Linked DNA regions of Mus musculus: region 2 is linked to region 1. A link is a contact called in public Hi-C data. All regions are on one chromosome and are shown on one strand. Each heading gives the region's core, a stretch centred on a gene start, on an enhancer-like site or on the middle of the called end of the contact. The rest is flanking DNA. Distances are from core to core; before and after follow the strand shown.

Region 1 (4,982 bases), core at 1,283-3,782:
TCCAAATGGGACACAATTGCAGAAACTATCTGCTGCTAGCAAAATCCCACCTCTGCTACAGCAGAGTCCACTTCTGTGGATAAACTGAAGCAGCGTCATATCCCACACCTGGCATTAAATGAAAAGCATAAGTCTTTAAAATATTTCTGTAGCTGGGCGAGGCGGGGCACGCCTTTAATTCCAGCACTCAGGAGGCAGAGGCAGGCGGATTTCTGAGTTCAAGGCCAGCCTGGTCTACAAAGTTCCAGGATGGCCAGGGCTATACAGAGAAACCCTGTCTCCAAAAACAAAAAAAAATTTTCTGTGATTTTTTTAAAAAAAAGAAAATAAATTCCTAAACTGTCATCATGACAATGACTCAACAGGTAAAAGCACTTGTCACAAGTGCCTTAGGACCAGATTCCAATACCTAGAACCTATAGGAAAGGGAGAGAACCAATTCCTAAAAGTTGTCCTGCTTTCCACACATTATAAATCTTCTCAGGCCCGGCGGTGGTGGTGCACGCCTTCAATCTCAGCACTTGGGAGGCAGAGGCAGGCGGATTTCTGAGTTCAAGGCCAGCCTGGTCTACAGAGTGAGGTCCAGGACAGCCAGAGAAACCCTGTCTCGAAAAAAACCAAGCTTCTCAGACCAGTTTTAGTAGAGTATATACTTGGGAGTAAGAAGCAGGATTTGAGGCCAGCCTGGACAATGCGGAGAGATGCAATAAAATTTAAAAGAGTAGTCCCAGCTCCTGGGGAGCAGAGGCAGTCTAAGAACTCACTTCAACTCTGAGTTTAAGCTTAGCTTGGTCTACAAAGTGAGTTCCTGGACAGCCAGGGCTATGTAGACAGACCTTATCTCAAACAAAAATTAAATATGTTTAAATGTTCACTTGAAATGTTGTTATCCTGACTGAAAAATTATTCATTTACATACTCTTCTACTAGTTCAAAACAACAACAAAACCCCTAAAATCACCCCCGAAACAAAACAAAAACACCAAAGATGTCAAGCACACAGCCATCATACTGTCATATTAGACAAACTCTGATACAACACACTCATAACCCTTGTATTCAGAAGTCTGAGGAGAAGGATTGCCTTGACTTAAAAGTCAGCCCAGACTTCATAGTGAATGCCAAGCTAGGCAGTCTCCCTAGAATAGCTAGCCGGAACACATAGCAAGCCTGTCTCACTTCCTCCCCAAATCCAACATCAAAAACCCAACCATACCCTATTCATACTCAAGCAATACCAATTCATACCTCAACAGTTCTAGGCGCCAATTAAGGGGGAGGAAAGAAGTGGACTTAATTATAGCTTATATATCAAATAAAACTGCCATAAACTATCCCGTATGGCAGCAAAGTGCATTTGTACCTCATAATTCACTACTCTATGATTACATACTACCTTGGACTATGAAACTTTTCTTTCATACATATCTCAAAAAAAAAAAAGTAGCAATATTTTGTTAGTAAGGGTACCACAGCATTCTTTTGACACACTGACCTACTCAGGACAATTTCCAAATAAATGTCCACATTACTCAATGAATTACATAAAAGAAAGGGTTAAAATTACTTGTAAGTCAAGTAAGTCTTCAAGCTATCTTACCAATATTAATTGTAGCTTGTCTGCTGATAACTTCATGTGAAAGTGGTGTCAACTTGGTAACATCCTGAAAAGAAATATATTGTAAAATATAATCAATACAAACCACAAGTTTTCCCTTGACTTTATATTCCTCGGGTACAACTGTATGCTCCGTATGAACAGCTCTCTTCTCCTGCTAAAGCCCCCCCCCCCCCCCCCCCCCCCGCCGGCAACATGCTGTTAAGACTGGGAAGACTATAATGACTATAGTGTCATTGTCACACTAAGACAAGTCCACTCACTAAGAGAGGTCTGGCGATGAAAGGCCACCAAATACTGGAGTCATAACAAGTCCTCAAATGTCTAACACAGTGAACAGTATAGTCCAATTTCCAATCCTTTACAGACTTAAACCTTAACAACTTTTTAACAGTCTCGTTAGTCTCATACTGGCCTCCAACCAGATATAGAGCCAAAAATGTCCTTTATCTTCTAATCTTCCTATTTTCATCTCCTAAGTGCTAGGATTACAGGCGTGCGCCTCTCCGGATGGAACTCAGGGCTGCGTGGATGCTAAGCATACACTCTACGCTATATTAATCATCTCCATTCTGTTTATTAACAAAGCTTAACTCCAGGAATTCCAAGTCTCACAATCGTTCCCCAGTTTGGGGACTAGACAAGGTACTGGCGGTAGAGCTGGCACGCACGCCTTGGACGCTAAGGCTTTAGCTGGCCCAGCTCTAGGATGGCTCCTTCAGCCCACGCTCCAGCCACCCAGGAACCACCTCATCTCCAGGCCCTCCGATGCTCCATTCCCACCCCCCAAGATCACTGGGCTGCTCCCGCCGCAAAGCCAGGGCCTACCAATGTGGCGAGATCCTGTCGGGAAAGATGGGGCTGACCGAGAGTCACTCCACCCTCACCCCCAGCCATCTTGCTCGGAGAGAAAAGGAAAATGCTCGGCAGCCGCCTGACATACCGTAGGCCCCTTGGGCGGAGCGAAGGGGAAGCGGCGGGAAGGCGGACTGCGGCATAGACCTGATGAAAATGATGGCGAATGCAGCACTGACCTGACTGCTCGGACTTCTCTCTGTTTGAATTTGCGCAGGAACGCCGGGCGACCTGACTCGAAAACAGGATACAAAGTTTCAGAACGTATCCGTCTCGGTCCTGTTGGATTTCTGTGCAGGCAAGACTCAGGGCAGCCCCAGGAAAGGCCCCTCGAGGGGAAGGTTATCGATGTGACACTGCGCAGCTCAGAACGGAGAAATCATTTCCGTTTCCTTTTGGAGGCGGGGGCTGGGAGCTGGCCGAAAAGACTTGCCGGCGTCTTTACATTTGGGTGTAAATCAGAAATGTCTCTTTTGTTTGATTCCATTGATTTATTTGTTTTCCCCATTTCTATAATCTACTAAAGCGATAGAGCTATATCAGCTCGGCGTTCTCTTCCGCCTTGCCGGAGCTCTGGACCGCACCGCGTGCTAGGCTGGCCACGCTCGACCGGAGCGGTCCCCAGCGAGCTCGCACAGAGCGCCCTCGCGCGGAGATCTGGGGAAGGGTTCGAGGATGAGATGATGGAGGAAGAGTCCAGTCCTCTCCGACCTCGCCCCCGCCCCTCACCTCCCCTACCCCTTGATCGCTAGAGAAATTTCTAAGGCCAGTGAGATGGTGTATGGTGACATTAGTCTGTATCCGCGTGAATGTAGCCTGGAAGCCGGGTGTCCACAGACTTTTTTTTTTCTGAAGCTGAATCTTGGAAACCCTCCATTAGACATCTTATTTTTCCTCTTGTGTTAAAAATAAGTGATGTTTAATGTGAGTGCTGGCTCCTACGTAATCTCCGCACTCAAGAGGCAGAAACACGAACTGGCTAACCTGGGCTGTGTATAAGGACGCTGTCTTAAAATTAAGGCTAAGGACATAGTTCTTAAGTAGTGGCAGGGTGCTGGAGAGATGGCTCAGAGGCTAAGAGCACTGACTGACTGCCTTTCCAGAGGTCCTGAGTTCAATTCCCAGCAACCACATGGTGACTCACAACCATCTGTAATGAGATAGAGTGCCCTCTTCTGGTGTGTCTGAAGACGGTGACAGCATATTCACATACATATGATAAATAATCTTAAAAAAAATAATGGTAGAAACCAAAATGCTAAAATGTAGTGTATTCTAATCTAGTAAAGGTATTTTATTTGACTTTACCTTTTTTTTTTTTTTTTTTTTTTTTTTTGGTTTTTCGAGACAGGGTTTCTCTGTATAGCCCTGGCTGTCCTGGAACTCACTCTGTAGACCAGGCTGGCCTCGAACTCAGAAATCCACCTGCCTCTGCCTCCCAAGTGCTGGGACTAAAGGCGTGCGCCACCACGCCTGGCTTTAACTTTACCTTTTGTTGTTTGAGACAGGGTCTCACTATACAGGACTTGTCTCTCAAGTGCTGGGGTTAAAGGTGTGAGCCACCATAGCTTCCCTCTTTAACCTTATACCTTTACCTTTTGATTTTATCTTATATTCAGTTTTTTTCATTTTACATTCTAAATAGCTATAGCAGTCAATTAAGGTATTTTTTCATAAAAATATGTAATGTTTGGCCAGGTAGTGGTGGCATATACCTTTAATCCCAGCACTAGGGAGGAGGAGGCAGGCAGATATCTGAGTTCGAGGCCAGCCTGGTCTACATTGGGATAACCAGGACTACACACAGAAACCCTGTCTTCAAAACCAAAAAAAATAAAAAAGTCTTTTGCTGTGTGTGCTGGGGTCCTCGTAATCTCAGCACTAAAAGCACTCAGGAGGCCCAGGCAGGAACTCAGAAAGACTGGGATACACTTCAGTCAATAGAGCATTTGTGAGGCCCTAGAGTCAATCCTTAATACCAAAGAAAGAAAGAAGAAAAAGAAAGTGGCAAGTCAGGCATAATAGCCAGCCAGGGCTATGCATAGAGAAAATTGCATAGAAAAAAAATGAAGTCCCAAAAAATCTTGATGAAGAAAATGATAATGGAGTTTTGTGCAGTGATGGTTATTCTTCCTTTGTGAATATACTAAAACCTAGGTAATTAGGAATTTTAACAGACTGAATCTCTAGATATGTGATTCATAGGACAATAAACTTTTAAATTCATTTATACCAAATGGAACATGAGGTGTTTTATCATCGTAGACTCTTTGGTAGTAGAAATATCGCAGTGAGGCTGGAAAGATGGCTGAGTGGGTAAAAGTGCGTGCCACCAAGCAAGGCCAGGTACCACAAGTTGTCTTCTGATCTCCAAATGTATGCAGCTACACATACATTCACATCCCCTGGAATTAGAGTTACAATTGTGTGAGGCATCACACGGGTTCTCTAAACCTAGCAGTAAGTGTCTTAACCATGGAAGTATCACTCCAGCCCAATGAGCGCAGTT
Region 2 (5,486 bases), core at 766-3,265, 9.3 Mb after region 1:
AGCGGATGAGTCAAATGTCCTTGAAATGGCCTTAGATACTTTTCTTTCTTTTAATAGGTGAGGTTTCAATGATTTACATCGACCAAGAACCCGCAGCCTCGGTCTCTCGAATCGGATCCGACATCATCCAACACTTCAGTGTTAGAATTGCAAGCATGCGCTCTCCCGACCTGGGCAGGCACTTCGAAAAAATGATGACTAAAGACACACGTGAAGTACCAAGCGAAACTCACGTCCTTATGGGACAGTGACTCATCACAGTCTAATTCCATCCTGGCCACCAAGCAATAATGCACATTTCTAACTGGAAGTCAAGCAAACACCAACACTTTCACACTTGTGCCCATTTCTGACGAGTTACGTCAAGTGGCAACCAACACTTCCACTTAGCCTTGCCTCAGCTTCGAGTGGCACAAGGTAGGACCAACCACACCCTACCATAATGCACCAAGTGTACCCTCGGGCAAAGCCCGCCAAGTAGCTAAAGCCCGCCAAAAAAAAAATCACTGAAAGAAACCACTAGAGGGCAGGTCACATGACTTCCGCCATCTTAGACACATTCAAGAGCATGTGCCACCTCTCCAGGCTAACTCAGACATGAAGCTGACATGTGACACACAAAGCCCTTTGCGTTATACCGCACCAAGAACTTGAGCCGCCATCTTTTCCTGTACGACCTAAATGTCCTATAATCCATTGCTACACACCAGAACAAAGATTGGGCTGTCGAGCCTCGGGTGGAGCCCCCGAGCCGCCATTTTATAGACTTCTGAGCAGCCCTTAAAGCCACGGGGGACCGCGCCAGGGGTCCATATGCACACACACCCTGCCCAATCCCCACACCCACGCTGAGCCCTATCCCCTAGTCCTCTGCGGCTTCCGCGCAACACCGCACACTAATACGAGCACTCCTTGGCTTTCTACTTCCGGCTAGCACAACCCCGCAAATGCTACCACAAATCAAGGCGAATCCCGCAACCCCGCACATATAAAGAAAGCCTTTAGCTAGCGCAGCGCAATTGGTTGCTTTTATCCAGTCCGCTGTGCTCCTCGGTGTCCTAATTCTTGGCGTAACTGGCTCGAGAATAGCCGTATCACGCAGAAGCCATAATGGCGGACGCGGGCTCTCCACGCCCTGAACACCCACTCAGTTTAAGAGCAAAGTCGTTTTTCTAAGCCATAGGTTCACTCACACAGCACCAAACGATCAGCAGCAACAGTACACGCAAATAAGAGGCATAGATATTCCAGGTAGTGCAATAACTCACAAAACCATATTTCCATCCACCAAGCGCCCCGTTGGGCCGTGAAAAAAAAAATTTAAAGCAGGTATCCACAGCCCCGATGGGCAAAAGAAAAAGAAAAAAAAATAATAACAGCAGGTATCCGAGGCCCCGTTGGGCATGGGAAAAAAAGACTAAACGCAGGTATCCGAGGTCCCGATGGACCGAGAAAGGTTTTTTTGTTTTTTTTTTTTTTTTTACAAAAAGCAGGTATCCATGGCCCCGATGGGCTAAGGAGAAGAAAAAAAGAATAAAAGCAGGTATCCACAGCCCAGATGGGCAAGTTTAGAAAAAAAAATAATAAGAAAAAAAAAGAATGAAAAGGCAGGTAAGTATCCAAAACCCCGTTGGGCATGGAATGGCGGGGAGGACACACAGGTATCCGTGGCCCCGATGGGCAAGAATATATAAACAATGAAAGAAAGGTAAGTCCACCATACACACACAAGTATCAACCAAAAGGCACAACAAAGAAATATTCCTTAAAAATGAAAAATTGACTGAAAATATTACAAATATCAAAAAGTATGGAGGACATGTCAAAAAAAAAATCTTACCAGAACATATCAAAACGTCAAAAATCTCGTGGAATTTTGATATGTTTTCTTAAATAAGCCATAAGGCTTGGTGGTAGGGGAACTAAAAATGTTCCCCCAAAGCTCCTTAGATGGAGAGAAACCACGGAAGAACCGCACATCCACGGGAAACGAGCAAACATGGCTGGAGCAAGCCGTTGCACGCCTTTAACTGATCCGCGGCGCTGAAGGCGGAGAGACCAGAAGAGGAGTGGCCACAAAGATTGCAATTCTGACATCTTATTGGACCTTTAGGTCTAACTATATTATAAAAAAATTAAAATGAATAAAGATGGAGGTACGTAAGCTCAGTGACATGACGCGTGAATTTCATTATTTTGCGCGATAATGAAGGATTATCCTATTTTACAGCTAAAAACGTTTATGTAGAACTTCCACATAAACATTAAATAATGTACATTAGGTCACACACCTGTCTATGCAAAATTTCAATATATCTTCTACTTGGACAAACCATGTATCGCTCCGCGTCTTGGACACTAGAAGTTCTTCTGCATTAGTTGGCGACCTCAGATGAGGAGAGGAAAGGGTAGAAATGCCTCACAAAATGGCTCCTTGGTTCCTAAATTATCAGAGTATTAGTTGTGACCGATTTGGTGGGCTTACGCTCATAGTTTTGGGTCATTGGCATCTTAGTCTTTCTCTGGGAACCTGGTGACTCCATACCTTGGGACAAAAACGCACTGAAGTACGTTACTCGCTAGCAGTAATGAAAAATAATTCCTAAATGCCAAAGCAAAGCCTGAGGGAATAATAGCTCATTGGTATCTTACTCGCCCCAGAGACACTGCTAACTTAAAAGAACTGTCAAATTTTGTTAACTGTCAAACTATGAATATCCACATGAAAGAGATCAGACACCCTGGGTATTAGAAAATCAAAGGATATTGTTGTCTCGTTGATTCACGCTGACAAATAATTCACAGTCTGTTCTAAGTTCCCTTTAGGCGTCCCATGAATAATAAAGGACACAAAATTGGTTTGCTTATGGACGATCAAAGTGCCAGCAATTCACTAATCTTACTATTGAGGTGGTTCAGGTAGGGATGGAAAAATATCTGCTACAAAATAAACTGTTTCAACAAAAGAAAAACAAATTAACAAGTAAATAAATGATGCACACAGACTGAATAAACCAGCAGGTGGCAGCATGAATCTTTCCAAGGCATCTGAAGCCAAACTTGGAGTGCAAAAGGATTCCTATCTGAATTGAGAAGTAAAGGTTACTTTGTCTAACTTTAGTTGACAGAGCGATCAGGATCAGAGTAACAAGCACACCAAAAGCATCACCAGTGAGAAGTCACATAGGACATATTAGGGAAAAAAGACCCAAGGAAGGGCTCTTCACAGCTAAGAGCACCTGGCTCCACGATGGATATGGCTTTGTATAAACGAGAACTTCTAAATGAGCTGTACAAAGAGAATTTAGAACTTGCGAGGTACTGGTCACAGATTATGCAAGCCAGTGTATCATTTTTGTGGGGATGCTAGAGAGAATCATCAAATTAAAGAGTTAAATTTAGTCTCTGTGTTTTACTTAGTCCCAATTCTTGCAAACCTCATCATTCTTTCTCACACCGTGTACATCAAGGTATGTCAGGTTTCGGGGACACTTTTTAGTCTTATCACAAGAAAGCATGAAGGGATATGTGCTAAAACTCAGTTCCTGGGCTGGAGAGATAGCTCAGTGGTTAGGAGTGCTGACTGCTCTTCCAGAGGGCCTGAGTTCAATTCTCAACAACTTCGTAGTGGCTCACAGTCATCTGTAGTGGGATCCGATATCTAACCTCTTCTGATGTATCTGAACAGTGACCGACAGTGTACTCACATTAAATAAATATTTTTCTAAAAAACACCTCCATTCCTGTACACTTAACTAGGTAATTTATTGCATATTCTTTGTTTGTTTGTTTGTTTTGTTTTTCAAGGCAGGTTTTCTCTGTATAGCCCCAGATGTCCTGGAACTCACTCTGTAGACCAGGCTGGCCTCGAAGTTAGAAATCCACCTGCCTCCACCTCCCAAGTGCTGGGATTAAAGGTGTGTGCCACCACTGCCTGCCTCATTGCATATTCTTAACATTAAGATTAAAAATGCACCTGGGGTAAAATAGTAATCTTGAGGAATTCTCCATGCAAATTCAAAGAGGAGAAGAAGGAAGAACAAGATGATGATGATAATGGGTCAAGAAACAAGGACCCACTACAAAGCAGCAAGAAACAGAAATGGGAGTTAAGAAATGGTCTTCCAATGTGCAGAGAGTAAGAGACTTTAGAACACTTGGTCCTAGATGAGATGTCTTCATCAAGCCCTTTCTTTCAATGCTCAGGCATCTATGAAGATAAGGAGTCAGAAAGACTGCAGTAAATGACTCCAAGAAAACACCATCCAGACAAAACAGCGCAGTTTTCGTTTTGTTTTTAAGAAAATGAATATGGATTTGGATGAGTGGGGAAGAGTTGGAGGAAGGAAAAATGATCAAAATAAATCATGAAAAATGGTTTGTTTTTTTAAAGGAAGGGATGTTCAATGACACTACTGGCTCTGTGAACAGAGAGAAAGTTGGAGCCACAACTATAGGTAGATCAGGCATCCAGTCTCTCCAGGAAATCTATATTTTTTTCAATTCTAACGTATATTGGGAGAGGGGTTGATCTGGTATAAAATGGTTGAAGAAACACTCCCAAGTTCATGAATCAACATAATATTGTCTAAGTTGCATCAAAAACCCATCTATGGATTTAGCGCTATACTCAGCAAAATTCTAATGACATTCACATAAATAGTTTTTAAAAATAGGTGACATGGTAAGTAGCTTATGCCTGTGAATCCCAGCCCTTGGGAGTTACAAGGATGATCAGAAATAGCCACATAGAGAATTGGAGACCAGATTGAGCTACATGACAAAGCTTCAAATGAATGAACAGGTTGCACCACAGCGTCAACATGCTACTGCTCATAGGTAGGCTTGTAAATTAGTGGGATAGAATAGAGGACCTGGAGACAGCCATCCACTACTCAACAAAGGTACAAACACCACATGTAAGAGACATACAGTCACTTGGCCAAGTGATCCTTAGCATAGTGGTACTATCTCACCCTATACAGAAATCAATCTACCAAAGATCATGTAAGAACAATGACTCCTACAGCCTCAGACATTTTATCACTAAGCCATCAGGAGCGGGGAGGAGGTGGCACTACTTTAGAAGAATTAGGAAGGACATAAGTCACTAGGGAGTGGGCTTTGAGGTTTCAGAAGCCCAAGCCAGGGCCGGTGGTTGGCTTTCTTCCTACTACCTGTGGAACCAGATGTCAAACTCCAGTACTATGTCTTCTTGAATGCTGACATGCTCCCTACCATGAAGACAATAGACTTTAACCCTAGAAAATATTAGAAAGCCCCTTTACAATGCTATCTCTTAAAGTGTGGTCAACCAGGTGGACGTGGTGCATGTCTTTAGTCCCCAGACCTAAGAAGTGATCAATTATGGTGCTTAAGACTGCTCTTAGATTACTCTTGAGATGCTTAATATTCCAGATGACCAAAGTTCAAGATTTACACTCACACTAGACAAATCTTTACTGCCTGTAATTTCAGTGCTAAGG

What was found. Hi-C and Micro-C count contacts between places; a contact is called where the count stands out from the background.
Region 2: a Hi-C map of CD8 T cells shows a contact between it and region 1, with 5 times the contacts expected there. The contact joins the promoter of Xist here to the promoter of Eif2s3x in region 1. A contact is called at or near these places in 2 of 484 Hi-C or Micro-C datasets (CD4 T cells and CD8 T cells).

Annotation. Positions count from the first base shown.
Region 1 is chrX:94,210,119-94,215,100 of GRCm38.p6, forward strand. It overlaps Eif2s3x (eukaryotic translation initiation factor 2, subunit 3, structural gene X-linked), which reads right to left and starts at 2,533. Exons shown (of 12, transcript NM_012010.3): 1 at 2,447-2,533; 2 at 1,601-1,664. The coding sequence starts at 2,515.
Region 2 is chrX:103,481,218-103,486,703 of GRCm38.p6, forward strand. Xist (inactive X specific transcripts) reads right to left here and starts at 2,016. Exons shown (of 8, transcript NR_001570.2): 1 at 1-2,016. It also overlaps Tsix and the pseudogene Gm14861.